Regions from separate parts of the Rattus norvegicus genome. Here region 1 is linked to region 2. Evidence: chromatin contacts called from public Hi-C data. All regions are on one chromosome and are shown on one strand. Each heading gives the region's core, a stretch centred on a gene start, on an enhancer-like site or on the middle of the called end of the contact. The rest is flanking DNA. Distances are from core to core; before and after follow the strand shown.

What was found. A called contact is a pair of places that touch in the nucleus more often than the background predicts.
Region 1: a contact with region 2 is called in a Hi-C map of the A7r5 cell line, with 4 times the contacts expected there. The contact joins the promoter of LOC100911728 here to the promoter of Olfml2b in region 2. A contact is called at or near these places in 8 of 12 Hi-C or Micro-C datasets (the A7r5 cell line, Schwann cells, frontal cortex and 5 more).

The regions. Positions count from the first base shown.
Region 1 is chr13:85,613,893-85,616,937 of GRCr8, reverse strand. LOC100911728 (40S ribosomal protein S27-like) reads right to left here and starts at 1,404. Exons shown (of 1, transcript XM_003751271.6): 1 at 1,104-1,404. The coding sequence starts at 1,399. The coding sequence ends at 1,160. It overlaps Atf6 (activating transcription factor 6), which reads left to right. Exons shown (of 16, transcript NM_001107196.1): 6 at 554-757.
Region 2 is chr13:85,400,666-85,403,467 of GRCr8, reverse strand. Olfml2b (olfactomedin-like 2B) reads right to left here and starts at 1,299. Exons shown (of 8, transcript NM_001107195.1): 1 at 717-1,299. The coding sequence starts at 890.

The sequences.
Region 1 (3,045 bases), core at 155-2,654, 210 kb before region 2:
AGTGGGTGTCTCCTGTCCCCAGAGGCCAAAAGAGGGCTTCGAATCCCCTGGGACTAGGATTGCAGATAGTTGTGACCTGTTCCAGAATCCAGGTCCACTTGTGTAACAACCAGTACTCTTAAAACCCTAAATTACATCTTTTTTGTTGTTGTTGTTTTGAATGACAACTGCGAAGAGGACAAGGGGAGAAATTTTCCTGTGATGGTCTTTGTCATCATAGGTGAGAAATATTAAAGTAGACTTGGGTTCTGTTGTCTGCAGGAGAGGCTGTAAAGGTCCAGTTACAGACACTGTGAGCCTCTCAGCTCATTAAGCGCAGGCTTCATTCAGTACTGTTAGCCTTTACCAGATCATGTTCCCCCTTCCAGAACTGCACAGAGGATGATCTCAGGTCGGGGAGTTCTTTTCAGTCCACTCTGTTACAGAGAAGCTGTGCATATGCCCCTTGGTGACTGTTACTTGAAGTCAGGCTAATACATAGAGGAGCGCATGTAACGTGATATGTTTTCTTAACTTTCTTCAGATTGATTTGAATTTTGTTTTTTTACTCCAGAACATGGACTGACTCCAAAGAAAAAAATCCAGATGAGTTCAAAACCTTCAGTTCAGCCCAAGCCTTTGTTACTTCCAGCAGCACCCAAGACTCCAGCAAACGCCAGTGTCCCAGCAAAGACCATCATCATTCAGACACTGCCAGCCCTGATGCCACTGGCAAAGCAGCAGTCGATTATCAGTATACAGCCTGCGCCCACCAAAGGTACCCGTGAGACTGATGCTCTGCCTTTATTGGAAGAAACGAGGTTTATATTACATAGTTTAATAAGGCTTATATTACACACTTTAATATGTGTTCAATTTTTTGAGCGTGTGGCATCACATCAGAAAATGTCCTTGTCTAAAGATTTTGCAGAGAAAACTAAAGTGATGAGGTTCATGTCCTTCGAGAGACAGTACATTACAGATCATAACTGTTTCTTTCTTTCCTTCTTTCTTTTTTTTTTTTTTTCGGAGCTGGGGACCGAACCCAGGGCCTTGCGCTTGCTAGGCAAGTGCTCTACCACTGAACTAAATCCCCAACCCCCCTTCTTTCTTTTCTTTAAAAATATATATCCAAAATGTATTTATTGGGAAGGTTCCACTCATCTTGAATCAGGGGCTTTCAGTGCTGCTTCCTCCTGAAGGAGCATCCTTCTGTCAGCCTTGCTTTCCCACCTGTAGGCTGACAGAGGACCATGGAGCAGCCAACACACAAGACTACTGTTTGTGCATGGCTAAAGACCGTGGTGATTTTATAGCATCCTGGGCATTTCACATCCATAAAGTAGCAATTGGGGCTCTGCACCAGGCGCTTTTTCTTCTCTTTTGGAGAGGGATGAAGGAGATCCTTTGTGAGAGACATGTTCTCGTAGGGAGGTCATCACCGCCGGAAAGCTGCTTCTTTTTTCTTACAGCTTTTATTGTGATAATATCTGGATTCAAGGTGCTGCTGTTGTTCTTGTGGTGGTGGTGGTTGTTTTCCTCCTCCTCTTTCTCCTCCTTCTCTTCTTCCTCTTCTTTCTCATCTTCCTCCTCCTCCTTCTCCTGATTTCTCTTTTTCTTGCTTTTTTTTGAGGCAGAGTCTCATGTATCCTTAACTGGCCTGGAACTCTGTAAGTAGACCCAGCTGGCTTCAAAGCAGCAGAGATCTGCTTGCTCCTGCCTCCTGAGTGCTGGCACTAAAGGTGTGGGCCACAACTGGCTGAGGCTTTTGATAGGAAATCACTTAGAATGAGGAAGAAACTTTGGAAGATGTTTTATTGCTATTTTATTCTGAGATTATTCTGGCTGTGGCCTTTTTGTTTTGATTTTTTTTTAGGTGTGGTTAGGATTTAAAATAATAAGGACCATTTCAAATCAGGGATGTGTTGAGCAATAAATATGGCTCTTAATTTCTGAGGAGACTGTAGCAGGGCGTTGAACTAGATTTTAGAAGACCTGATTTGCCAATTAGCTCAGCATTGGTGTTTTTCTCTATTTTCTCCACCAGATGGCATCGTGTGCTCGCGATTCTACCAGAAAGGCAAATGGATGTCTAGGGTTCATACACTAGTGATAGAAATTCAGGCTTGAGGAATGATAATCTTGAGATATGTGCATCTGAGGCAGCTTAGTCATTCTGTACTTACATTGATCCGTGTATACGTGGCTATGAGAAAATGCATGTAGCATTCATTTCTCAGGATTGCCTTTATTGACACTAATTAACTGATTGACACTGATTAACTAGGAGTTAATCGGGCATGCGTAAATAAACATCAATGTCACATGTGCTTTAATGGCCATATTTGCATTTAAGATTGGTTAGTGTATCTCCCTGGAGCATGCTTCTGATGGAGAAGGCTTCATAAATTTGATCTCAACCACGGGCAATAGAACGTTGATAAAAAGAACTAAACTAAGACTGGATGTATGGGTGTAAACCTATTCCTAATAAAAATGACAAAAGAAAGAGAAACAATTTGCAATGCCTGCCTTCATTCAGGAGCAACATTCCTATTTGTTTTGTTAAGTAGGGAAAATAGCAGCCTAGGAATAAGTGTCCTTGTGATTTGCAAATGGATGTTAAGGATTCGTAAACTCTTTGAAATGAAGTATAAGATTTAGTGTATATTCATAAATGGAGTTTTAGGACTAGTACCTAAAATAAAGTATTACCAAGACCTCAAAATGATTTGTGTTTTTCCAAAGGCTAAGAGTTTAAGTTCATTATAGTTCCACAGCTATTCAAACACACATATAAAAAGTCATAGGAGGACACTAACATGGCAGTGTGTTAACAAGGGAGTATACTCAAGGGTTGCTCTCAGCTCTTGGCTATGTGGAGTGATAGGAGATCTTTTTTGGTTTTGCTTTTTTTCTTTTCTTTTCTTTTTTTTTTTCAAACAGGGTTTCTCTGTGTAGCTCTGGCTGTCCTGAACTCACTCTCTAGACCAGGCTGGCCTGAAGATAGATCCACATGGCGTCTGCCTCCTGAGTGCTGGGATAAAAGGTGTGTGCCACCACTGC
Region 2 (2,802 bases), core at 50-2,549:
ACAACTGTGTGGATCTGCACTAACACTCTACTCCTGGTACACCAGGTCTTAACACAAGTCCCTCTGTTCTGGGGTCCCCCTCCTAGGCATCACACATTCTGCCTTCACCTTATGCCTCTGTCCGAATGGCTCGTCTGGGGTTATAAAACATCTCCCACCGCGTATGCCATCTGCCTCCTATCCTACGTGCCCTCCTGTTTACACATTCCAATTCTGACAGGCAGTCTCGTAGGCAAGAGGGACTTTTCACAACCATTACATCAACAAACACACATGCACACGCACAGGCACACACATCTTTCTTCTCAACAAGTGTATGGAATCTTCCTTTCCTTTCTCTTGCCTTAGTAAGCCTGAAACACTCGGCAGTTGTGAGAGCAGGACCCATGCCCTTACTTTTAACACAATACCTTATCACAGTGCCACAAAACTAAAGTCAGAGCAGTAGAATCTCCACGTTTGAGAAGCGGAGGTAAGAGGGACCAGAAGTTCAAGGCTGGCCTCAACCACACAGTGAGCTTGGAAACCAGCCTGGTCTACAAGAAAGCCTGTCCAACACCAAACAAGCAATATAATGTGACAAACTAAAAGTAAACATCCTTTTCACTAAAAATACAGAGAAAAACAGCTGCTCGCAAACACTTCATCCAGGAGTAGCCTCAGGTCCTTGCGGTCCCCCAAGGTAAGACGGGTGGGCATGAGATTCCTCATCCTACCTGAGATAAAACGTTCTCCTGGTTGTCCGCCTCGTTTTGCAGAACGTCATCCTCCGTGGGCGCCACTGTTTGCACATCGGGGGGCTCACTTGTCCCTGTGGGAGGTGTACTGGACCCCCAGACCCGTGCCACCACCAAAGCAAAGCAGAGAACCAATGGCAGAGGATAGGCCATGAGAGATGCAGCGATAGGGACCTTAGTCCCTACAGAGACCACCTTGGGTTGGGGGGGGGGATCTCAACAAAGACAGGCTGGAAGGCGTCTTCACTGGAGTCCGGAAGAGTAGTTGCTCAGAGAACCGTCTAAGGCTGGGTGTGGCTGAGTGGAGCAGGACTGTGCTCCCCAGAGACCCTGAACATCTCCTTCCAGACCCCAGCAACCTAGACTGTGCAGAGAGGTCACAAGAAAGAGGTGACTGGGGGAGCGGAGTAGAGCGCCGGCTTGCTGAGGGCGAGCCGTAGGGTGAGCTCAGGTGGAAGACTGGCGCCGGGAAGCCCAAGCCCGGGACACACTGGGACTGGACTCAAGACGGACAGTGGCCACAGAGCACAAGACGAGGGAGGGTTGCTGGCCCAGGGCGCCGCGGGGCTGGCGCGGAGGGAAGGCGGAGCCTCTATTGTGCCGGGGCAGAAAGATGCAGCCAGTGACGGCGCGGAGGAGGAGGACCGGGAAGCGCACAGAGTCGGGCTCTACGCCCGGGGACCCCGCCTCCTCCAGGGTTCGGCCGCTGCGCTAAGCAGGCGCCGGCTGGCGTGGGAAGGGCGCTGCTGGCCTTGTATCTGACTGTAGATGCTGACCTGAGAAGGACTTCGTGTGCGTTTTCAAGAGTTTTCTTCACGCCCGAGCCCCGGCGGAGCCCTGACTGGCCCCTGGAGTGCAACCGGGACAGCAGAGGAACATGATCTCTCCTTTTGATATGTTTTTGGTTTGTTTGGTTTTTGACCCCCGACTTCATCCAGAGTGAGAGAAGCTTCGAATTTAGGAATAACTGTAGTCCTCATGTCTGTCACAACCTTAGAAACTGAAAATACCTCAACCTAGAGGATGCATCTTGAATCTCTGACAGAATGTGGTGGAGTTGGATACATTTTTAAAATGCGGAGAGTGGCTACAGGTTTCTGCCACTCTGCTTGTCCTGGTGATTTCCCAGAACTAAACGCCTGCCACAGGGAACACCTCTTAGAATCTCCGTGGTTTGGGACAGAATGAACAGGCCAGATAATCTCTAAAGAGTATATATTTGTGGTCGTTATTGTGCTCTTTAATTGGTGTCCCTGAATATGCCTGCTAAGAAGATTAACAGTGTCACTTTCGCAAAGAGCATTGCGCCTTCCAGGATAACTGCCACTCTGAGAATACTCAGCAGAGCCAGGTCAATCCTGAGGGGTTGTAGCTAACCCGAGCATGTGAAGCTCGGCTGGGGCGAGCCTTGCCCTTCTCCTAGTCCATCGACCTTGTTAAAAACCGTTAGATTACATTCCTAAAGCTAGCCACCAAGATCTAGAACCTTATTTGGCCACTTCCTCCCCTGAGGCTAACTACAAAAGTGCAGCAATTAAAAGCCCTAATTAATCTGTGCAATCAAAATTAAACCCCTCATCCTAACACGGGGTTTCCCCCTTTACCTTACGAGCTGCCATTTGCCTATAGGCCTATGTGTCTGTCTCCTCTCCATCCAGAGGCGGACCTGTGTCCTCCAGAACAGAGATCTCTTCCGCTTCTCCCTTGTTCCTTTCCCCTTCACCCTCATCCTCTCTCTCCTGTCTTTGACTCTTATTCCCTGCCATTTGTTCCTCTGGGGCAAATAAATCTCCTTTGGGCTGAGAACTTGGTCTTGGGATGTCAATATCAATCCCCTCAAAGTCAAAGGGTACCTAAAAGGTATTCTACTTCCTTGAGAAATCCGAACTCAATCGGGAACTTTGTTCCTGATGCTGAGCAAAGAGATTGGAATAATTCAACCAATAAATCAAGCAGAAGCAGACTCCAGCTTAGATATGCTAGAAGACAGAAGTGTAATGTTCTCATTATTTATTACTACAATTATTATTTCAGTGACAGGGATGCAACTCAGGATCTCCAGGAT